Regions from separate parts of the Mus musculus genome. Here regions 1 and 3 are each linked to region 2. A link is a contact called in public promoter capture Hi-C data. All regions are on one chromosome and are shown on one strand. The core of a region is the stretch at or near the end of the contact, and the rest is flanking DNA. Distances in the headings are between cores, read along the strand shown. Region 1 holds the start of Cog5 (component of oligomeric golgi complex 5). Region 2 holds the start of Rnaseh1 (ribonuclease H1). Region 3 holds the start of Kidins220 (kinase D-interacting substrate 220).

What was found. Promoter capture Hi-C pulls out the DNA fragments that hold promoters and counts their contacts.
Region 1: a promoter capture Hi-C map of pre-B cells shows a contact between it and region 2. The contact joins the promoter of Cog5 here to the promoter of Rnaseh1 in region 2. A contact is called at or near these places in 1 of 39 promoter capture datasets (pre-B cells) and 2 of 484 Hi-C or Micro-C datasets (B cells and CD4 T cells).
Region 3: a contact with region 2 is called in a promoter capture Hi-C map of pre-B cells. The contact joins the promoter of Kidins220 here to the promoter of Rnaseh1 in region 2. A contact is called at or near these places in 2 of 39 promoter capture datasets (cranial neural crest and pre-B cells).

Annotation. Positions count from the first base shown.
Region 1 is chr12:31,652,918-31,656,931 of GRCm38.p6, reverse strand. Cog5 (component of oligomeric golgi complex 5) reads right to left here and starts at 2,063. Exons shown (of 23, transcript NM_001163126.1): 1 at 1,949-2,063. The coding sequence starts at 2,042. It overlaps Dus4l (dihydrouridine synthase 4-like (S. cerevisiae)), which reads left to right and starts at 2,106. Exons shown (of 7, transcript NM_028002.2): 1 at 2,106-2,242.
Region 2 is chr12:28,647,967-28,652,367 of GRCm38.p6, reverse strand. Rnaseh1 (ribonuclease H1) reads right to left here and starts at 2,766. Exons shown (of 8, transcript NM_011275.3): 1 at 2,552-2,766; 2 at 228-343. The coding sequence starts at 2,679.
Region 3 is chr12:24,973,362-24,977,884 of GRCm38.p6, reverse strand. Kidins220 (kinase D-interacting substrate 220) reads right to left here and starts at 2,953. Exons shown (of 32, transcript NM_001081378.1): 1 at 2,823-2,953. It overlaps Gm36236 (a long non-coding RNA gene), which reads left to right and starts at 2,288. Exons shown (of 2, transcript XR_381341.3): 1 at 2,288-2,526; 2 at 2,772-4,523.

The sequences.
Region 1 (4,014 bases), core at 814-3,313, 3.0 Mb before region 2:
TCTTTTGTGGTATTCTTATCAGTGAAAAATCAGAAGCTGCTCACAAATTTTCCAACTCTGCACCTGTTCACTGAGCCTATCAACCCTATCTTTAGGCAAATTCTAAAGACAGTGAATTGGTTACTGAACAAAATGATCAAATTTTCAGGTACATTTGGGGAAACTGGAAAGGAATTTAGGAAATTAAATAAATACATATATACATACATACATACATACATACATACATACATACATATATACAAGGGCAGTGGTGGCACAGGTCCTGAATCCCAGCACTTGGAAGGCAGAGGCAGGTGAATCTCTGAGTTCTAGACCAGCCTAGTCTACGAATTAAATTCCAGGACAGCCAGAGCTACAACAGAGAAACCCTGTCTTGAAAAATAAACAAATAGTGTGGGATCCTTATATCATATAACAAATTACTTCAAGGAAAGAGCCAAGCTTTTACAAGTTTAAATAGGATAAGAAGCAGAAGTGCCCATCTGACTTACTTCCAAGGAACCAATGAGGACCTCTGCAAAGTGATTTTAACATTATAGAATGGGAGTGTTTGGATTCTAGACAGGAATAAACTCCACAGCACAAAGGAAGGGAATGTCCTTAAAACAAAGGGCTTTATTTAATTGCTGAGACTTTACTTAATTGTATTTGAAACCACAGAAGGAAAAAAGCAAGCATAGTTTTAAGTTCAGTTTAAGCTCAAAGGCTGGACAGCTATTAAACACACACACACACACACACTCGTTTCAGGATTTTGAAACTTGGTTAAATTTAAATTTCAATTAAGACACAAAGATGAGGTGCATCAGGCAGAAACTCTAAGAATATACCACAACCTAACTCTGAAAAACATCACTAGTCTTGACAAGATATAAAATATCTATTAAAAAGATATAAAATATTCAACAATCAGGGAAAACACCATAATTTAAATTTCAGTTTGATCCTTTAAGCCACTCTTATGTGGAAAATTAAAAAAAAAAATCTGTTCCTACTGTATGCAGAATACTGCTTTTAACTCTGTGGAATATAAAAAGAGGTTCCTATGCTTGGCTTGGTAGCCTTTGATCCCAGCAGGTGGTAGACAGAAGCAGGTGTATCTCTGTGAGTTCAAGGCTAGACTGACTGATCTACAGGGAGTTCCAAAACAGTCAGGGTTTCATAGAGTAACCCTGTCTCAAAAACAAGGGGGAAGGGGATTGGGGAGGAGGAGGCGCAAGGGCCTCGGAAGCAATTAAGGTGATAAATGCAAACGCTTTTAATAGATGAAAGAACTTAGTGTCAACTAGAGAAAAGATGGGATGATTAAGGCCTAATACCTTTAGCAAACTGAATTTTGTTCTGTCTCTCAGATTGAGCATTAATACAACCGAACTTGACTTTCAAGCGTACTATACTATAGAAAGGTATATAGTTAATTTACTTGGGATAATTTCTCTTCAAACTACCAGTAATCCTGACTTCAGTACTCGACATGTATGGATAACAGAGGCACCTGCATAGCCCAAGAACTGAACACGGAAATTTCCAACTCCACATTTTGCATCCTCCATCCCTTTCCTTAAGCAGCGAGCGGTCTGTCACCTAGGGTGAGTTCACACTTCTGGGCACGGACAGTGCAATCCTTGGTCAGGAACTGAGCAGCAGTAGCGGCTATCAGCCCCGACCACGTCGTGCAGGAACTACAGCGATGTCCCGGGCGCATCATGATCCAGTGCAAACCCCAGCAACTAGACACCAGGTGTTTTCCCCAAGACACCCACGGGAAGAGAGGAACACGTTCCCCGTGAAACTGGGGGACCAGGACAATCCCGGACGCCAGGGGGCCGGGCGGAGGGGAGTGGCCAAGTCCAGACAGGAAAACTTTGTGCAAAGTGACCGGTAGGATTCTCGGACTCTGCGCAAGGCAGGGCGACCCAGGCCGGGCCACCGTCCGACGCCTTACCGTCCTGCAGGATCGCCTGCACGGTCGCCGCCACTACTGCGGAACCCGAAGCCCCACGGCCTGCTACGGAAATTGTGCTGTCTCCACCTTCCATGTTGGCAAGTGCCGGGTTGATGACGTCTTGCAATCGCCCCGCCCTCCAAGTGACGCAGAATCAAGGCGCCGCCCCACCTGCCCGGCCCGGGTTGCGTTTGGGAACCTAAGTACTACAATCCTACGTGCAAGGAAAGACAGGTCGCCGCCGGGGCCTTCTCCCATTCCGCTCCGGACGCAGCCACCGCGCCGATCTCCAACGCAAGTATTGGGCCTGAGAACTCCGGCGTGGGGAAGAGGCTCTTGGGAGCGTCACGGCCCTCCTCGCCCAACACGTGGGAGCTTAGGGCTGCTCAGCCTTACCTAGTCCCCGCCTGGAGTGGCAAGCCCGGGTAGCAGGCAGTATATGCTGGGGAAGAATAGTTGTTAAGCTCTGCCCTTAAAAATAAAAACGTTTAAATATTCGTAACTATTTATTGAGTTGGTCTGGAGCTACTCTGCATTTTGCATTCCCTTAACATCGCCTCAGAAGATTTTTCCCTCCTGTGTTTGACCTCAGTCACGATGCGGTAGCGAGAGGCAGCGCGCCTAGAGTTGCATTAGATTTCAGTATGCATAGTTTACGAAACTACTTTGTTTGTAATAATCATACACGACGAATAGCATTATCTGAATTACAGGATGATTTTCTTTCCTTAGCTTTCTTGTTTTTCACAAAAAAAAGATTGACTTTAGTCTACATATTAATATGCAATAAAGTTTTTAACGCCCACTATACATACCAGCACAAGTTTTCAAAAAAAAAAAAATTCACTTATATTTTAAAAGGAATTCTAGGTGTAGAAGCACATATTACCAAAATATTATGTCCGGTGCTGCATGCTTTGGAGAACTTTAAAACAAAATATTGATACCTTCATCCCATAAGTTCAGAGAGCTGTTTTTGGTCTTGGATGTGACTTAAGCATTTTTATTCCTAAAAGTTTCTGCATCCTAATTTACTATCAAGATTGAAAGCTATAGCTTATTCAAGAAATTCATACTGAAGCAGACTTTGCCATTTAGTCTGGCCACAAGAATGAGTAAGAGCAAAATCATGCTTTAGAAAGTCAGTCATGACGCCATTGCCGATCACCACCTCCTAGTGTGTACCAGTTCTGTAATGTGTAAGATTCTTCCCTCCTTTGCAAATAGTCTCTTAGTGGTTTACTCCGTGTTTATTCCTCATATCGACATAGCCCATCTCTGACTTAGCTTAATTACGCTCCCATTTTCCTCTGAACAGTGTTGACACTTCCAAAGATTTCTTGCAAGCCATGACATCCTTCAGTATATTGGCCTTGTGTTCATTTAGCCTACTGCCAAACATTAAAGACTGAATTTTGAACAACTAGCCTTTTATAGAGTTAGCTTTTATCTGGCAATAGATTACAAAGGCCAAAATGGAATATAAAAACAAAAACTATGAAGTCAAAAGCTTTAAGTACAACATGAAAAATATTAAACAATTTTATCACTTGTACTTTGGGCATAAAAGTTATTTACGGTGCACTTACTTGGTAATAACTGAATATCTTCACTGGTAATAAATTTAGATTATTTAAAATAATAAAGTTGTTTCTGCCTTCTGATTCACAAAAAAACTAGAATAAAAGTATCAGAGTTTCTTTTTTAAGTTGTATGTGTATGTATGTAGATGAATATATGTGTGTGCTACAAGTCCCCTCAGAGGCCAGAGGTGTAGGACCCCCTGAAACTGAGCATAGAAGTACCATGATCCTCCCAATGTGGGTGCTAGAAACTGAACTCAGATCCTCTGCAAGAATAGTCCATACTCCTAACCACTGAGCAATCTCTCTAGCCCCAAAATACCAGGATTTGTTTTGAAATACGAGTTTCTATTACTGCCACCTAACTTTCCTTTTTTTCGGTTTGTCTATCATACAAAGTATTTTATGGGAAGCAATTAAAGCCAGATCCCTTGGTTTAATCATGAAAGTAAAATGCATGAAATTAAAAACGAATCTGAAGTT
Region 2 (4,401 bases), core at 1,517-4,016:
TTTATGTGCGCGTGTGTTACAGGAGACTATGAGTCACGCAACATGGATGCTTAGAATCAAACCGTGACCCTCTGAGCCACATCTCTAGCCTCTGAACCACCATTCATGACAACTTTAATGTGCACGGAAAATAGACAGTCACCTTCTCTACAGAAGCAGTGATGTCGGGCACGCAGAGGGCTTTTCATAGCTTAAAACGTTACACTGACGTGAAGTAACTAACATACCTTTTGAACCATCCGGGCTTGAAGAGCTCCTGACAAAGGCCCAGGCCTCATCTTCTGTGGCAAATTTCTTAAACCTGGCAGCAGGAAACCGGTCCACCTGGGCTTTGCACTCACTCCTGCAAGGGTGTGTACATTAGCCAGGCTTCCTTCCTCTTCAATTACATCCTTTCTCATTTTTTTTAACTTAACTTTATTTTTTACTATTTTACCTCATCTATTTACAGTTGTCATGTTTTACTGCAGTTTTAGGTTTACATCAAATAGGAAATGAAAGTAGAGAGTTCTCTTGAGCTTCTGCCCCGCAGTGCCCTTTATTTGCACCAGGGATCAGTCGGTGTTGTAAAGCCTACAGGTTTAGTGAATAGATGATGCCAGTGAACTACATTAGCACAGATGCAGAACAATCTCATGCCTTAGAAACCCCCCACAGGGGGCTGGGTGGTGGTGCGTGCGTGCCTATAATCCCACACTTGGAGGCAGTGGCAGGAGAAGCACAAGTTCAACGCCACACGAATCTATGTGCAGGTTGCAGGCCAGCCAGTGCCTCATAGAAACTCAGTCTCAAAAACACCTGAGTTTGAGAGTGCACACCTGTGATCCCAGCACTTGAGAAGTAGAGACAAAGGGTCAGAAGTTCAAGGTCACCTTTGATTTATAGCTAGTTCAGTTGAAGGCCAACCTAAGACACACAAGACCCTGACAGGAAACAAAGCCTGTCTGCTTTCACAGTCACCTCTCCTCAGTTCGAAGCCCTTAAAAGCACTGATTTGTTTTGCAATCTCTACTAGTTCCAGGATCCCATATAGTCGGAATCCCACACTGTAGATCATTTCAAATTGGCTTTTCCTTTTAGCAGGGTATAGTTAGTGCTTCTTCATACTATTTCATCTTTCATAACTCATTTCAAGTCTGCATAATATTCCATAACTTTACCAACTCACTGTCTACTGGAAACTTGGCTTCCAAGTTTTGTCAATTATGAATTAAATCTCCGTACATGATTAAGTGCAGCTTAATGTGAAGGCATAGCTTTCCCCATTTTTTTATTTCCTCAAGACAGAGTTTCTGTGTGTAGCCCTGGCTGTCCTGAAACTCCTTTTGTAGACCAGGCTGGCCTGGAATTCAGAGATGCACATGTCTCTGCCTCCCAGCCTCCTGAGTGCGGGGATTTAAAGGCTTGTGCCACTATGCCTGGCCCAGTGTCTTTTCTAGAGCAGGAGTTTTTAACTGAATGAAGTTTAACATACAAGGACTTTTCATGGATTATAGGTTTGGTGTTGTATGGTGAGTCAAAGGGATCTGCTGTCAATTCCTTGGGACAAAGGTCACACCTCAATTTGGTTTCATTTTACATGTTAAGACCTGACAGCCCATTCTGCTAAATGCCATCCAATCCAAATAGCATACTAATACCACAAGGTCTTCCACAACTCCAGCACATACTAAAATTTTGTTATCTTTAAGACTCAATCACAGAAAAAGGGTTGGCAGTGGATATATTTCTTCCTTAGTACTGTCTCAGCTGTGCCTAGGGAAACATCCAGGTCACAGGGACAACAAACCTTGATATTAGAAGTTAGCTGTCATATACTCCCAAACCTGGACTTAAGCCCCGATTCTGCCTCTCATTTGACCTGGGAACTGCCACAGTACCGGTGAAACTGAAAACTTCATCTTGCCTCCAAGGGCTGCGACATGGATCCAAAGGCAAAGACCAGCTTCTGGCTTGAGACTCTCCACCTCTCCCCCTCCCTCATCTCTTCCACAGCCCATGCTGGCCTCTAACTTGTAGTGATCCTCCTGCCTCCACCTCAACAGTGCTGGAATTACAAACATGTGACAACACATCTCACCACGATTTTCCTTCTTAAAAACAGTCGGGGATGAGGATGTAGCTCAGCTGCTGGCCTAGTATGCACAAGCCCTGGGTTCAAACACCTGCAGTACACAAATTGAGCATAACGGTGCCTATCTGAAATCCCTGCGTTTGGTTAGTGAAGGCAGAAAGACCAGAAGTTCAATTTGGCACATAATCGGCTCGAGAAAAGTCACCCAGTAGGTATGAAAAATGTTTAAAAGATGAAAACACGAGGAAGTTGGGCGTGGTGGCCCAAACCAATGAGCTCAGCAGTCTGGACTACATGAGGTCCTGTGTCAAAAAACAAAACACCCACACACAGGAACGATCAGAACGTGGGAAGCCTTGTGTAAATTCTGGCTGCGGTGACCATGTGTTCTCTTTGGGAGGATTTGACTACAACACGGAAGGGCTAAACGAGCTGTTAGGTGTTTAGAATAAAGGGCTCCGCCAGGCTCCGTCTCACCAACTCAGGAAGACTCCGGTCCTGCGGCCTCTCCTCACCGCATAGAACATCCCGAGCCCGCAAATGCCTCGCCTCAGGCGTACGACGGCCAGTGTCACTGTGCGGGACAGCGGCAGCAGCCAGCGCATCACTCACGCCAGCGCGGCAACCCACATTGCTGCCCGCGAGCCTCCCGCCGGCGAGCCGACACACTTCCGGCTCAGGAAGGTGACGTCGCGAGGCGCCCGTCGCGGAGAGGGGCGGGGCCGAGGATTGTGTCTTCGGTTTCTTAGACGTCGGTGGAGACGTTCGGCCTGGAGACAGAGGTGTTTCCCAGCTGCCGAGTGCCTAGTCCAATCCCAGCACAGCAAAACTGATTTGGAAGCGAGAGGAAGAGGGGAAAGAAGGAATGAGAGGATGATGGCCGAATGAGGGAATAGATGTGAAGACAATGAGCCCCTGTAAAACTACATCCCATATTCTAGGATGCCCAACTCTGCAGAATAGGGTTCCCCTCCCCTTTGCCAGCAATGAATGAGAAGATGTCATGAATACATAACAACACTCTGGCCATATAATTCTGGACTACATAGAATGAAGCAAGTCACTGTTGCAAACTGGGGAATCGTTTTTATAACCCAAAATCAACTAAAATTTTAAAATCTACTCCTTAGGGACTACCAAGGCGACTTTGAAAGTGAAGGCACTTGCCACCAAGCTTAACAACTCTCCCACAAGTTGTCCTCTGACCTTCGCACATATGCACCAATGATAATGCACGCACACACCAACACATAGATGCAATTTTAAAGTAATAAATGTATATTCCTTGAAGTCATGAGTATGAAAAGTTTTTCTAAATATAAAGAAAAAATAGGGAAGGGAAAATTTCCCTTTAATGGTTGTCTCTGATTGTTTGCCCTTCAGCCAGCTGTCGGTGTGGTTTGTAGAATGTAAAGCAACTCTACCCTTCTCTTTCCTTTAGAAATCAGTTGTTTATTTATGTATTACTTTAGTTCATGTGTATGAGTGTTTCGCTTGCATCTATGTTTGTGCCACAGACATACTTTCTGCCCACAGAGGTCAGGAAATGGCATTGGCTCCCCTGGGATTGGAACTCAAGCCTTTGCAAAAGCAGCCACTATTCTTAATGAGTGAGCCATCTCTCCAGCGCCACCAGAGTTTTTGTTTGTTTGTTTGTTTTTTAATATTTGAAGCCAGACATGGTGCCTCAAACCTATTATCCCAGTACTGTGTAGACTACAGCAAGAGGATTACTGCAAGTTCAAGGGCAGTCTTGGCTACACGATGAATCCTGGCACTGGAGATTGAAATTAGGGTCTCACATATATTGGGCATAGGCCCTGCCAGAACTTCCTCTCATCCCTTCTTTTTATTTCTATGTAGCAAGTATTAATGTCTATCAACTCAAATAAAACCTCAAAATACCAACAATATTCTAAAGTTTAAAAAAGGGGGTAAGAAAGAAAAAAAAAGAAAAAAAAAAAAAACAAAAGAAGGGGGTATGGATATATCCAGTGTCTCGGAAACCGGGTGTGGTGGTACTTGCCTGTCATCCCAGACTGAGGAGTCAGGGATAAGGAGACCAATAGTCAAGGTCATCCTTGGCTACATAACTGGGGCCAAGATACAAGACACTTACTTTTTCAAGAAAAATAATTTGAGCCAGACGTAGTGGCTCACGCCTTTAATCCCAGCACTTGGGAGGCAAAGGCAGGCAGATCTCTGAGTTCAAGGCCAGCCTGGTCTACAGAGTTAGTTCCAGGACAGCCAGGGCTACAAAGAGAAAAAAAACACCTGTCTCAAAAAACCAAACCAAAACAAAACAAGAGCAAAAATCTTAATAACTG
Region 3 (4,523 bases), core at 1,704-4,203, 3.7 Mb after region 2:
ATACAAACGTTACCTGACCAGAGCATCCCCAGCCTCTACATATAAAACAGCTCTTGCTTCCCACTACTACCACCATTCCATAACTAGCTTTCTTCAGGATAGTGTTTAGCATGACTCCACGTACCAGTTACTTATTTAGCCTGCTTTCCCTACTCCACCAAAGAGTTCAGTAAGAATCAGGGCTCTGTTCACCACTCAGTTTCTAACAGCTGGAGAAGTGCCTGGTAGTACCATAAGGTAGAACCAACCCAGTGTTGGTAGAATCATGAGTTTGCCCATGTTCATCAACCTGGAATGCCAGCATTTATACTCCCAATAATCCAAAACATATCCTGCATACAAGTGACAGCTATGGCTTCAACGTCCACAATGGCTTAGATATGTGTCTCTTTAAGCTTACAGTCTGTCTCCACGGTTATGTCTTCAGAACCCATTACAGGCCTAGAACAAGAAGGATCTCATGAGGGAATGGTCAAGTTCAGTAACGACATAGACACATAAGGAAGCCTCTTTTGGGTGTCTTTGTCCACAGAGAGGGCCCTTCACCCTCAACAGCATACTCTCTACCATAAGCCGCACACAAGGCTATAACAACAATCTGTACATGTGACACTCAAAAGATAAGCTGGGCCAGTCCAGAATTGGAATTAAAACTGTCCAGGTCAGGGCTGGAGAGATGGCTCGGTGGTTAAGAACACTAACTGGCTGCTCTTCCAGAGGTCCTGAGTTCAATTCCCAGCAACCACATGGTGGCTCACAACTATTGTAATGGTATCTGGTGTCCTCTCCTGGTGTGTCTGAAGAGAGTGACAGTGTACTCATGTAAATGCAATAAATGCATCTTTAAAAACACAACTGTCCAGGCCACGATTGATGCTGTGTAAGTAAAACCACAATCATCAGAGAGTGAGCTTACAGCTATGAACAGAGAAAGTCTCTTCGTCAGTGCGGCCTCAGTGTGGCCCCTGAGACACAGGTCATCAAGCTACCCAGGATTCTGACCTCTCCTCAACCCCAGAAGCCTCCTTTCCCCAAGGTTTCTGCTTGTGCCTTCCAAACATTCAGGAATTCAGTGAAGAAAAATAAAACTGACATTCTTCAACAAAAGCTGGAAAAGGGGATGGCAGGCTCACACGGGATCATATATAGAAAAATATAATTTAGCAGTGCATGCATACACAATATAGACTTAAAAAAAAAAAAAAAGAATCAGAACTCTAGGCACAAGTTAGGGACCAAAACAGACAGCCTACAGGAAAGGAATCAGGCAATTAAAGTGGAAAAGAAATGCAAGACATTACGTTTAACCAAATAGAATTCCCAAAGTTTGAATTTTGGACAGAACAAAATATCCAGAGATAAGGAAAATAATAAACGACCATGTGACTGGGAAAGAAAAACAATGTTAGTGTTGTTGTCATGAACACCAGAGAAAGAGCACCCATGCGTGCAGGGATGGAAGGGAAAGAAAAGAGGAGAGGTGGGAGGAAATGGGAAAGTCTAGGAAAGAAGGCAGCAGGCATTTCGTTACATATGTGTGCCCCTTCCAACCAGCCACCTTAGAATTGATTGGGGCTGTGGGGATACCCTTAAAGAGCTGATAACTAGAGAATGATGTAGTGGCACAGGGGCCTGGGAGGCAGAAGCAGGCTGATCTCTATCAGTTCCAAGCAGACCAGGGCTACATATTAAGAAGACCAGGGAGGGAGAGGAAAAAAAGGAGAAGAGGGGGATGAAGGAGGAGGAGAAAAAGGAGGGAGGGAGGGAGGGAGGGAGGGAGGGAAGGAGGGAAGGTAGAAAAAAATGAAAAAGAGAAAAGAATTTATGGAAACGAGATGCCAAAGATAAATCTGGAAACCATTCTCAGAGTGTTTAAAAGGATTCTCAAACTGGTGTGCAATTATTTGTCTCCTGACCCAAATAGTCCCATTTTTGCAGGCCTGTGGTGAAGCTCAGAAACAAATTTTTAACAAGGACCCCCAAGTCGGTCTGATCAAGTTGACTGACTGTCGTTGTAAAGCTTGAGAACAAAGAACGCACCTTGCCACAGCATTTCCAGTCTTGGCTCTGAACCAGACACCCAACTGCCCTTAAAAATAGATTATGTGTCTTTTCCTTTTACTGTAGACGCTTTGTTTTTTCGTAGCGTCAAAAAGAGAGCGGGGGACTAACCCATCAGAATCACCTCCAAGAGGTTTTTCCTCAGCCACACCCCACACCAAGAAATGGGAAGCTCTGAAAAGCAAAACCGGTGCATTTTTAGCAAGCACCTCTAGGGGGCAGAGAGCTCCACAAACAGTTATTAATGAGAAAATGGTCTAAAATGGTTTAAACGTGAAGACAACCTAGGGAAAAAAAATGTATACAAATCCCCACAAAGCAAACATGGACGCGTTCTATTCGGGGGCTTGCGGGCATCTTGCAAGGCGTTTAAAAGCCTGCACAGGACAATGGGGGCAGTGGGTTCGGCAATTTAGCACAGAAGAAAACAACTTCTCCTCCCTGGAAAGCAAAGCAACCAAGAAGGTAAGGCTCAGGGGCACCGGCTGCGGGACTCACTAAGTGATGGGTGTGACAACAAGGAAAGCGGCCTGGGCCTGGAGTCAGTGCCCACGGGAGAACGCCGCACCGGAGCGCCTGCCTTCCGCGCTTGGCTGCACCGACCTCGCCCGACGCCCGGACGCCCCGCACCCAGCCTCCGATCCCGGCCCCCTCCCCCTCTCCGGTGCCACCGACAGACTCGTCTCCCTTTCCCCTCCCCCCTCCCCCAGCCTCGGACACTGTCGCTCTGCCTCACCCGACCTCTCCGCCTCCGCACTGACCGTGTCACGGCCTGGCCGAAGACGGCGCCCTCAGCTCTGCAGAACAGCGCCGCAGACCTTGTCAGAGGACAAGACGCCAAGAGCACACAGCTATGCCCGCACCACGCCCGGCGGCCATCTTCCTAGGAGTCAGGAACTGACAGGTCACGTGGTCGTGTGGTGGGCGGTGCTCCTTGTGGCCACGCCTCCTGGAGGGGGCAGTGTGGGAGGAGTTGCAGGTGCTGAAGTGGCTTGGACGCCCTTCCCTCTATTTTAAAGGAATGGAAACATTGCTTCTTTGCCTGGTTTGGCTTCAGATGGTTTGGGTTGGGTTAGGTTGGGTTGGGTTGGGTTGGTTTTGATACAGAGTCAAAGTCGCCCAAGCAGGCTTCAAACTTGCTATGTAGCCAAGAATGACCTTTACGCTCCCGATCCTCCTGCCTCCACCTCCCAGCTGACCCAGCTAAATTAGTGTATTTTTCACAGGTGCCCCAGGCAATATTTTTCCCTGTCATTCGCGCTTTTGAAAGTTAATTTATAACCCGTACCTGGCATTATAAGCAATAATTCAGAGAAATAAACAACAATTACAACTTTGGAAGCCATTGCCCACTTTGCAAATGAAAGTCGCTTAGTTCCTCCTTCCAGGGTCCAGAAGTCCGAAATCTGCCTTCTCCATCATCGGAAGAATGCACTGCCTCCGCAGACGTCCATACTGCCTCCTTCCAGCTGAGGACCCCCCGCCCCAACCCCCCAAGGCCCTTCCAGACTTTGCTCTTCCCACCTCTGCAGAAGTATCACCAAATGCTATTAACTGATCCCTGACCACCATCAGCAACCCCATCCTGGCAATATTCCCTTCAAAGGGCCTCCTGACACCCATTTCCTAGTCTTCTTCCAGGCATGGTACTCCTTCCCAGGTTCCACCTACCTTAATTAATTCAGAGTTCCAGAGTTCTGCCCACGGTCAGTCTCATCCCCAATATGGCCGATATTATAGGCTCCCTCCTGATCCATCTCCGGAAGTGAGTGGGACCCCCACAGGAAGTGGAAAGTTATCTCACATATCACCCCATACTGTCTAAGCAGTTCCTGTGTTAATCACTCAGATCTATTTTAAACCTTTTACTCCCCCATGGGCTGCCGACTCTCTCAACTCCTCTCCCTACCCAGAACTCTTCTTATCTGTCAGGACACTAAGCACTTCTCAGTTAAACTCTTCAGTACTGCCCCCCCCATCCGTGGAGCCCGTTCCCCACAGCACCTGGGAGTGAGGCTCTTGGAAGGCGTGCCCTCACAGACCTTGCCCTGTTCTGCCTGCCTTCCCCTTCAAACCCTGCCAGGGCAAACTGGCCAGTATTTTCTGCTAATAGACACACTGGGCTTCGTGGTACACACCTTTGCCCTCAGCACTCAGAAGCAGAGGCAGGGGGAATCTCTGTGAGTTAGAGGCTGGCTGCATAGTGAAACCCTGTCTCAAGAGGAGGAGGAAGAAGAAGAAGATGAAGAAGAGGAAGGAAGGAGAGAAGGGAGGGAAGGGGAGGGAGAATGTTATCAAGGGGTGAGAGAGGTCACTGAAAAGATCTCACTGAAGAGAAATAGCTGCAGAAATGTAGTTCCTGTGCCCTTGGGGGCTACCCCCAGGGGCTCAGCTCACATTTGAGAAAGATTGGCTGAAGGTTCCTGGCCCTAGCCTTCCAACTCATTTCTCATGCAAGTCTC